Linked DNA regions of Thunnus thynnus: region 2 is linked to region 1. Evidence: chromatin contacts called from public Hi-C data. All regions are on one chromosome and are shown on one strand. Each heading gives the region's core, a stretch centred on a gene start, on an enhancer-like site or on the middle of the called end of the contact. The rest is flanking DNA. Distances are from core to core; before and after follow the strand shown.

The links. Hi-C and Micro-C count contacts between places; a contact is called where the count stands out from the background.
Region 2: a Hi-C map of muscle shows a contact between it and region 1, with 5 times the contacts expected there. The contact joins the promoter of LOC137172410 here to the promoter of thrab in region 1. A contact is called at or near these places in 2 of 3 Hi-C or Micro-C datasets (heart and muscle).

The regions. Positions count from the first base shown.
Region 1 is chr20:6,228,333-6,234,088 of fThuThy2.1, reverse strand. thrab (thyroid hormone receptor alpha b) reads right to left here and starts at 3,512. Exons shown (of 12, transcript XM_067576047.1): 1 at 2,777-3,512.
Region 2 is chr20:6,404,468-6,410,149 of fThuThy2.1, reverse strand. It overlaps LOC137172410 (ATP-dependent RNA helicase DHX8), which reads right to left and starts at 3,381. Exons shown (of 23, transcript XM_067576823.1): 1 at 3,205-3,381; 2 at 2,832-2,917; 3 at 2,647-2,719; 4 at 2,115-2,206; 5 at 1,318-1,424; 6 at 694-1,110; 7 at 390-534. The coding sequence starts at 3,313.

The sequences.
Region 1 (5,756 bases), core at 2,263-4,762:
TGTGCATCATTCTCACACGTTCCTTCGAGATTGACGGATGGATAAACAAACGATCTGTATCGTCAAGTCGTTTCGACATCGACCTCCGTTTAAACACCAAAAAATTATTGTGGGAGACAAAAACTAGGAGGAAATGGGAGGCAAATCCTAGGATCAACCCACTAGCCATGCTCTGTTCAGGAATAGCTCTTGACATATTGGCCTACCCAGCATGCCCTCTGCCTCTCTAGACAGCTCTGACATCATTATACAGCAGATACAGACAAGGACATCAGCTGCACACAGCCGAGGTTATATAAGTGAACGCTCTATGTTTCGAAGCATTCGGCGCTGCTGCCCTAACCGACGGGAGTAGGAGGGGATGGAAGCAGACGAGGAGGGTTGCTGTGGGGGGGGAGGAGGGGAGGGGGAGAGAGAGGGTAGGGGGGGTGGAGGGGGAGAGAAAAGAGAACGAGAAGGAAAAGGAAAAGAAGAGGGAGGCCAGGAAGAAAGGCAGACAGAAACGGGGTCACAAAAAGAGAGAGGCCCGCTGGGGTACTCGCTGCTGGGAGAGACTGAAGAAGGTCACCTCTGGCCCCCTAAAGGAGCCCCAACCAACCCAACAGAGGAGGAGAAGAGAAAAGAGAGGAGAGAAAAGAGAGAGAAGAGAAGAGAAGAGAAGAGAAGAGAAGAGAAGAGAAGAGAAGAGAAGAGAAGAGAAAATGTAGACCGGGTCACATGGGGCTACACCCAACCACCTTCTCTGTGTTCTCTCATGTATAATCCTGTTACATCACTCAGTCAGGAGCAAATCCAGCATTTCCTATCCGCCTTCCTACTACACATGGAAAACTATTTACAATAAAAGGGAAAACCGGGGAGGGGGGGGGGGGGGTGAAAAAAATATCACCTATAATTTGGGATGAATTTGTCTATTTGCTACTGACAGAAAACACATCATAACATCTTTGATTACGCAGGTTTTTTAACCCTCTTCACAGCCGACACTCGATCCGTTTCAAACCGTATCCTTAGAGGAAATGTTTATACTTGAACGGTGGATTTGTCCAGAGCTAATAATCAACCCAGGGAGAGAACACTGCGATTTAAACCCATGGCTAATGATTAATGAACATGTGGGCATCTGGGGGCATTACAGTACCAGCTGATGTGACTTACATTAGCTTTGTTTCACCCGGTAGCACACTTTTTGTATAAAATCCCTGCTACAGTTTAAACATTACTAATTATTAATGGTGTGTGCAAACTTCCGGGCGCCTTTTTTTCATTTGAGTGCTTTTGGAGGTGTAAACAGGCTTAACTTCATCTGTTAAGTTTCTAGTTTAATATCTATAAGATGGTAAATAGGCTGTTTTTTTACTGTATATACAGTGAAACAGGGCTGTAAACTTTGCTAAAGCTAAAAAGTTTCCCAAGACATCTAAAAGTCTAAATTATTGAAAGCTTCTGCTGTTAGCATATTGATGGGAAATCCATACATCCAGCTGTGAAGCAGACTTCTACGGCCAGCTTTGACATACTGCTTTTACACTGTCACTCCTTATCAGCGATGGTGCAAGATGCTACTGTGAAAACCAATGCGAGCGAGCATCAGGAGCCTGAGAGGGCTCTGAACAGAGCGGTTACATTGAGTGATTTAATTATTACAGCGCCCTAATGCGGCGATGAAGGCTTCCAAACACACAAACAGCTGCAGATACACTACGCAGAATGTCACCATTATATCCATGATCTGGTTGTGCTCAGTCGTGCAATGAGATTATTTTCACTTGGGGATTTTCACAGTGTCAGCCGTCAGTCAGAGGCTGTGTTTTTTCAAGTGTTTCTTGGCAACAATTAGCATCTCAGTTCCTTTATAGTCAGTGCGTTCATGTCAAGGCAGCTCCCTGGGCAATGTTGTCTTTTGAGCCTTACCCACAAAGTACACCCTATTGTGTTGCGTTGAGCGTCACAGAGTCTATTGTACACTATATTTCAAGAGATACATGAATTATGTGTTATGAGCAAAAAAAAGGATGTATTCCTAAAAAGCGAGCATATGCAAGCTGTCTTTAGGTGAGTTTCCCTTTCATTACAGCTTCACCTTAGTTATAATACTTCATCTAGATGTATAGTTTGGTTATAAACACTAGAATAATACCTATATTATTGAATAAAGTGACGGTAAACATTTCAAAAGTCACTTCTACAACATTTCTAGGAGGTAAAGAGGAGGGGGAACCGAATTAGGGTCAGCTAACTGAATCGATAGTGAGTACCAACACACACTAAAAGCTCCCTATAGGAGTATCATGGGTGTATTATAGCTGGTGATCTTTATCGATCAGTCTATCTGCACTCTATCTGTGCACGTGTGCATGCGCGATTGGACTAAGGCGCGCGCCAGAGTGCAGCAGACATAAATCCAAGTTCAGGCCCCAAAGTGCTGCACACACATACGTATATATATATGCATTATATAATTATATACATTTATATACACACCAAAAACAGGACCGTTACCGCCGTGCAGTTATATCCGGCAGTGTTAGCGTTATTATTGACAACAACCGCAAACCAGAGTGATACGTCAACAACATTGTGGCGGAATGGCTGCAGACCAAGAAGATTAGATCCTGCCTCCCGTGCTGTACTGTAACACCGTGTGTACCTTGGCTGCTGATCTGATCTGTCAAACCACCTCCCCCAGGCCACTACTCCGGCTAGCCCCGGCCAAACAACTGCATGCACACCACGCTGTGGACGGGCCGGGTTGAAGCCCGATAACGACACTTACCGTCGGTTACCCCCACGCGGTCAGGACACCAGTACGGCTTGGATATGCGGGCATTAGGCGGAAATGAAGCGGGAGAAGGTCAGCGGGGCTCCTCCGGTTTCTGCACAAGTGTAGCGGCGGCGCTGGATGGCTACACGTCCCCCCCTCTCTCTCTCTTCTCTTCTCTCTTCTCTCTCTCTCTCTCTCTCCGAGCCCGGTCCCTCCGCCAAAAAGGTGCTGCGCCTCGTACCGTCAAAAATTATCTCCCTCCTTCTTCCTGCAAAAGCTATTGCGTGAAAATGAGTAGTTTGTTGTTTCCCCCCTTTTTTTCCTCTCTTGCTGCTTTCCAATAGCGTTTGGATGGGCTGCAAAGACAGAGGGGGAAAGAACCAAAAAGAAATACTACACGGTCGCTCCTCCCTCTGCTTATGTACAGTACAGTAAGGGCAGTGCTGCTGTGTGACCACTTATTAAAACTATCTACCGCTCTCTACAGGACCACCACTGTAAAGCACAAACTGTACACACACAAACACATGTCGGGACGGTTGAGATGTGAAATGCGGAACATCCTCTGCTTTCCTTATTTATCTACTTCATCACTGCGCTTGAAGCCTACTCCCTCCTCCTCCTCCTCCTTCTCCTCCTCATCCTCCTACTCCTCCTCCTCTTCTTCTTCTTCATCCTCCTCATGCTGCCTTTGGGAAGGACAGATTAGTCCACCTTGATGTTAGGAAGCCTAGATAAGGAATGACAGATTTGGTGATGATGGGACGCGACTGTGGTGTTAAATACTGTAATAACACGTCATCAATAGTGTACAAGAGAAACAGGAAAATAACTAATTGTTAATAGAACCGATAATCGATCATTAGATCTCTCATGATTGGATTCAGTGTTGTCAAGTCTTTCTTTTAATGATAATAAAACTGTGATTAGTGCTGAAATAATTTGCCAATTAAACGATTATTGAATAGAGAGTTGAGTTAAATTGTATTGGGGTTATACATAGTATTTGGATATTTGTTTATAAATTGTATACATGAGTTTATGGATGAGTAGTTGAGAGAGAGGTAGAAATAAATAAGTGTATACTTCTTCCCTCTCCTTTTCACACATTATTAATAATAATAAAGTAATAAATAAAGTAATTAATTTGTGTTTTTATGAGAATTTGTTTATCGAGTTTGTTGTCTATGTCTTGTTTATTTCATTTTATTGTTATTCTGGATCTGTTTCTTTAATTTTTACATGTTCGAAATAAAAAAATATTTTAAAAAAGAGGTAAAATTAACATTTAGCCTGTTATGATAATACATTAATCTTCCATCTTTCATTCTGTATAGCTATTCCCAATCTTGTTCTGTACATTCTACTTGTGCTCGATAAAAAATAATAATAAAAAAAGATAATAGATAAATCAACTAAGTACTTTGTTCCGGCTAATGAAATATGACAACTTTCTGTTTTTCTCTGTTCTATATAATTGTAAATTGACTATTTGTATATATATATATATTGGACAAATCAAGTAATTTGAAGTAGGGCTGCAACTACTGTCTGATTTTTTTTTTCATTAATCAATCAATTGTTTAGTCTCTATGTTGGTAAATAGTGAAAAACACCAATAAAAAATCCCCAGAGCTCACAAAGTACATCACTGTCTAACCAGCACCTAAAAACCCTCCAAACTATTCAATGTACAAGAGAGAAAAGCAGCAAATTATCACATTTTAGAAGCTGGAACCAGAGACTATTTGACATTCTTGTCTGATACATGCCTTAAATGATTTAACAATTACAAAAATAGTCGCCAGTTAATTTCATGAAGGTCGACCTGCAGCAGCTTTGAAAATGTCACCACAATTAAAAGCACAAACTGGGAACAGCATTCTGTGAGCGGTATGACCTTTGACTTAGCTATTAGTTCAAAGAAATATTTCACTCTATTTTTTTTTTTCTTATACATAATAGAACTGAATCTGTAACTTTCACTTACATTGATATTGATGTTGAGTGCAATTCATAAGCGATACTTTGCAACATGTTGATCATCACATCATAAACACAAACAGCGTGGATCAGGACACGCTTATCACTCTAAATGGGCTTTTATTTTGCAGTAATCCCTGGCTTGCTGTGCATTATCCCGCTTACACCACGGCTACCAAAAAACCTATGGACGGGTGCACGGACAGATAAGATTCAAGTGGGTAATGCTTTTTCTCGTCATCATATCAGTATTCAATATTAAGCTTGTGGATAAAAAAAAAAAATTTAAAATTCATACCATCACAAGTCCAACTGACACTGCTCGCCGTGCAGGCTGGTGGGTATTTGTGCTGCACAGACTTCAGCTGTGATTCAAAAGATTTCTCCTTCCTTTTCTCAGTCTTTTAACAAGCTGGGAGAAATTTTTGTGCTGAGTGAGTGTTCTGAATGCATGTCATACAGACCGATATTCCTGTCTGACTAATCAATGCAGGACAAGGCCAGCTATGAGAGTGACGCATTTTCTTAGTATTCAATTCCCAACATGTGCACATTTACATTTGATGGTCTTCAATTGCAGAAGTGGAAGCGCTTGTGGTAGAGAATAAAGGTTTATTTTAAGTGCAAATGCCACTGCAGCACCCGCAGAAAAGATTCCTGCTTTTTTCTCTGAAACCATTATCGATGTGTGTGTGCATGTGTGTGTGTGTGTGTGTGTGTGTGTGTGTGTGTGTGTGTGTGTGTGTCTACATGTGTGTTCTAGGCTAAGATATTTCAGTATGTGGGTGTATGAGTTAATATTTGATTACATGCTCGTGTCGTTTGTGGTCCTGTTTCATTTCCACTTCAATTTCCAGGAAGGATTTATTTTGTATAAAAAAAAAGCAAATAAACCAAATAATGGGCCTAATCATAGGAGATGACATTATTGAGAACCATCACCTGCTAATGAGTTAACTCTGCATTCAGTTGTGTTGGTTTCCGTCCCCTGTTGGAGCCTTCAATGCAT
Region 2 (5,682 bases), core at 2,132-4,631, 180 kb before region 1:
GGTATGTTTTCAATTAAAGGGACAACAGTCTAGCATACGAGGTCATATGACGATAATAACACATGTAGTGTTTTGAAATCTCTCTCGTTGGAGGTAAAGACGGTTTTAATTGCTGGATTAGTTGATAATGTACTGGCTCGAAACATCACCTGCTCAGGTATTGAGATAATTTCAGATTAAATTGAAATGTACACACTTTCTTTGTGTATTTTCCTTTAATTAACTAATTAAAGCACCAACATTGCTATCGAGATCTACATTTTCCACACAAAGAAAACTGGAATATTTCCCCCAAATTTATGTAGAGAACACAGATACATTTAGCTGATATTCGAATTCAGACTTCACACTTTGTTTAGTTAGTTTTTCTTAGTTTTAGGTTTTCTTACCTTCATACTGAGACTGGTCTTCGAGCCAGTGAATGATAGCACCTTGACTTTGACTCTTTGGCCCTTGCTGACAACATCAGCCACATTGGCTACGCGGCCCTCTCTACGCAGCTCTGAAATATGAACCAAACCCTCCCATCGTTTCCTACAAATAGAGAACAACACAGTTGAGTTTACTGGCAGATAACATCACAGGAATGCAGACCTGAACAGTTACATGCAACTTACAGAATTTATGTTTCTGATTGGGACAAAAAAGCTTTTCATCAGTAACCAGTGGGCTAAGCTTCAACTTTATACTGACCTCAGTCCCTCCAGTTGAACGAAGCATCCAAACTGCATGATGCTGGTAACTTTGCCGTTGTAGATGTCGCCGACAGACGGCTCCTCTGGTGGAGGGCGGTCCACATGTTTGTCCTTCCACCGGTCAGAGTCTCTGTCTTGGTCTTTTCTGGGGCTCGGTGAGCGGTCAGTCCAGCGGGAAGATCTGTCCCTTCTCTTGCCGCGGTCTCTGTCTCTATCTCTATCTCTGTCTCTGTGCCGTTCACGGTCTCTGGAGCGAGACCTGGACCTGGAGCGAGATCGAGAACGATGCCGCCTCTTCCTGTCCCTATCTCGGTCTCTGTCCCGATCTCTGTCTCTGTCTCGGTCACGGTCTCTGTGTCGGTCTCTTTCTCTGCTTCTGCTGCGACTTCTGCTGTGACGTCTGCTCTTTTCTGACCTGGAAGATGAGTAGAACAGGTGCATGAAGTTTAAACATCACAGAACCACAGAATTAAAATATAATTAAATTCACACAATAAACTTCACAACAGGACAAACAGTGGACGTGTGTAATTGCTGGTTGTTATATTTCTGTATAACATTTATCTAACAAAGATTCTTTTTCAGGGAGGAAAATAAAAATAAATCTCCTCAGTTGCTTTACCTGCTCTTGCTGCTTTTCGAGTCCGTCCCACTGACACTGGGCATAAACATCTCCAGCTCTTTCATGGCATCAGCTGCTACTTTCACGTCATCTTCGTCTAGTAGTTTCTGAGGAAGGCAAACGAAAACATTCGTAACATGGTACTATTCAACTATCGCTGGATTACATCTTCTTCCTTACTAATATTTTTAGAGCTTCACAGAGGCAGATTCTTCTAAGTTGACTTACAGACTGACTGAGGTTTATAACCACAGACTAATTTCTTTGTGCTACATTATGTTTGAAAAGTTATGTTGTATATGACTCATACCCACAATTTCTCTGCCTTGAATATAAAATAATCTTCATCTGTCTAGCATTGTCATTTTCAGGTTTTTATAGAATTAAGGAAGTGAGAGCAAAGCATAGACAAGAATAACAATAGCAGTGAACTAAGGCGTGTACCTAGTGCACACTATCATACATGATCAGTGGGTTAGTATCAATTGTTAACATTAACTCCTCTCATTCCCTTTGCATGCAGTTCCCTCCTTGTAATAATGTATCTGACAGTTTGGTAATGAAGTAGAATCCAACTTCTAAACTTCTCCCGTAAGAAAAATTGTATTGTGTGGGAGGTGCAGAGTTGCAATGTGCAAAGTGACAACATCCTAAATGTGGGTGTTGTGGATCACAAGTATGCTGCAAATGAAACATGATGTCTCTCTTTAGGTGTGAACAAGATAAGCCTGTTGGCACTACAGGAGGACGAGATACCTACGATTAACGTGTGAAAGCCAAAACACAGAGTCTCATACCTTTGGTGCAGGATCATTTGGTCTACACAGTGCAGGAAACAACTCCTTCAATCTGTCTTTTTCTGTCTTCGGCTTGACCAAAGCTTCAGATGCTGTTGTGAAAAAAAAGGACATTTTAGAGAGTTGAGACTCAGATTATTCTCAAGGGAGAAACAGTGAGGAAACAAAGCCTAAAGTATTATGTAAAGAAAGGACAGATATGTAATAATTAAATGGTACAAACACAGACAATATACAAGTAAATATTACACAGTATTTTAAAGAAACTGTCACTTAGTGTTAAAGCTGCTTTTAACTTTGGTTAAGAGTTGGACCTAAGCAATGCCCTCACCCAGTTTATATCATTATAATATAAACATTAAATACATAAACAATTAACAGAGGAACTGAGTTATATACTGAGCATTTGGTGAACTTTTCTCTGGCAGCAAACACAGTATGTAGACTAAACCGTTGCTTTAGTAGCTGGCATTTCAGTATAGCTGTAATTAAAGTGCCCAGTTAATTCTCAGACAGATGAACATTAACTTACCTTTACTTGTAGACGCCTTGGATGGGGGTCGCATAGTCTGAATGAGCCTGAGCAAATTGCCGATGAGAGAATCCTACAATAAACAAAACAAGACGGATTTGTTTAGTTGCAAAGAAGAAAAAAAAGCTAACTTTTAGCTTTAACCACTTTATGATTAATAATGCGGCTTTAAGCGTTGAACTTACTGTGAATTCGGCTCCATTTTGGAGCAAAAGAGCTTTGAATCCATCAAAGGTCGGTTGTTTTTCAGCAAGGCTGATGACAAATTCAGCTGTAAAGCAAAGAAACAGAGGAGTCACACGTTGATCGAAAAGAAACGAGGCAACAACTGCAGTCATGTTACTACAAGCCCACAAGTCTGGTTTATTTACACTTTGGCTGGAAACAATATTAAAACTACTCGATTTGTTGGACGACGACCTACTTTATCAGAATATCACACTGTTAACAGCGTTTAGCGTCAACAGTTGCTTTTAGCCGACAACAGCTAAGTTAGCATTAGCTAGTTAGCTCACAGTTTTCGGTTACGGAGGCTGTTCTTAGTAACAAAATACACACCTAGATCCTTGTCACTTATTCCCAGATGGTTGTCAAGCTCCGTGCAGACCTTGGACACCAAAGACAAATACTCAAGTTGCGATAGCTCGTCGACACCACCGTCTGCCATTCTTCACGAGTAGTGTTTTGTTCAGACAACACAAACGCCAGCAGACATATTGGATACGAACAACTTCCGTTTCCGCCTACTCCGGAAACACGTTGCTGTTTTCAGTGTCGCCGCGAGATGGCGCTACAACTGTATGGGATTAAATGTGTGTCACAATAATTGAACAAAATCTACATCATCAATCAAACCAAAAAAATTAAATATTGAAAGTGAAAAATAAACTGAAAGCAAAAAAGTGCTCTGATGTAAAACTTCTTATAAAACTATACGAGTGAAACATTGATTAGCCTACAATATTCGCCATTTTTCTTTCACTGATCAAGATTTCTCATTTGTCACCATTTCTTGCTGCTTAATTTTTCAGTTTTGCTGTTGAACTCTTCACTTTCAGTTCAGAATTTTTCATTTTCAGTGGTCTGGAAGTGCAACAAGTAGTATGACTTACCATGAACCTGGACGCAGCCCTGTAACATCCACCCACATGCCCCATGTCTCAAAACTGAAACTGAAAAATTAGACCACAAAAGTGACTGCAAAATTTCAATTGTAAATTTTGCTTTTGAGGTAATTTTTTGCTTTCGATTTACTTTTATTAATTTTCATATTTTTTTCATTTTTGTTTGATGCTTGGGAGATCTTGGTCAATTATTATGACACAAATTTCATCCCAAACATCTCCACCATGGATGCATCTACATGTGGAGTGTTTCCTGTGAGATATGAATTTGTCATATTGAGTTTTGGCAGAAGACTGGTAAGAATCTGTATGTAATACAAGTGACTTATCAAGTCTCTGAGGTTTAACACAAAGTGAAATAAAGATATCCTATGTATTTTATCCTTATTAGGCTCTTTGTCCTTTCTTTGCATTGTGTAGGCTATGCATTGTGTAAATGTTTCATTTCACCATTGTATATTTATATCAGTACATACATAATATCATTCATTACTGTATATTTGAAAAGGCTGTATATACTGTACATAATCACCTACTATATATATACATAAAGTAACATGTCTTTTTTTGCCATTTGATATTTATCTCAGCACTCATTGCACTCACTTCACTTCTTTGCACTATTTGTATCCTGTTTACAGTTCACAGAAACAGTTCCACCTTTATTTAGTCATTTCTTGTGAATATTTGTGAAGATTCTTCTCTTGTTATTTTGTGTAAGTACACTGAGAGCCACTAAAGCGGAGTCAAATTCCTTGTATGCATCAACATACTTGGCCAGTAAAGATGATTCTGATTGTGATTCTTCTGAAAAAGGTGAAAGGCAAAAGAGGTTTTCGGCATCTTACACCTGGCTCTGTTGTGTCCAAATACAGTAACTTAACTCACTTAATGGTTTCTGTTTTCTGTTCTGTAGGCCTGCAGATATAGCCATGGCCATTGGGATGCAGAGCAAAAGCTGCATTATATCTATGCTAGCCTTGCTGAAAGAATTAGTTTCAGTAACTCTGATGGGTTTCAGATATTTTAGATGTACAAAAAGCATGTTGCTCATTCCATTTTGTGTAGATGTGACTCCTGTGATTTTCACTGTATGATCAAAGATATGTGGACAATTGCACTTGGGCTTGTCCAAATGAAGGAAGATCTTAAAGGATAGGTTCACAGTTTTTCAAGTCTGCCTTAAAACAACAGTCAGGTGTCCGTATGAACAGTGAGAGAGGTTTTCCTCGCTGTAATCATTCCTCCTGTTCATACTGGCTGTTAAAAGATCTCCTTCAAATGTGCTTTCAATGTAAGTGATGGAGGCCAAAATCCACAGTGTGGCCACACAGTCATTTAAAAGTTGATGTGAAGCTTATATGAGTTTTTAGCAGTTTGAGTTAGTCATATCAAGTGGATATCTGACACATTTACAGTCTTTTTAGCATCAAATTCACTATTTATGTTTCCTTGGACAGTGTTTCCCTATTAAGCTGCGGTGGAAGTATAGTAACAGAGGGACTTTGGCACTAAAAAGACTGTAACGTTGAAAGATATCTACTCAATTTGACTAATTTGGACAAATGAAAGTTTCATATTTGCTTCAGATTTACTTTTAAATACATTTTTGCACAGAATGAGGACTTTGGATTTTGGTTCCCATCAATTTGGTGTGGAAGTACTTGGCTGGTCTGCACAGAGCCTGAACTTTTACACTATCCAACACCTTCTGAGGGAAGCTGTACCCCAATTTTTCCCAACCTCAGTAATGCTCTTGAGGGAGGAAATATCTGCAACCAGGCACCAAAATCTGTCTTCCTATAATAGTCTGTAGGGACCATGGTTTCAGAGTGTTCAACAATGTTCAACAATCACATATGGGTGCAATATTCAATTGCCCACATACTTTTGGCCATATAGTGTTGTCTGT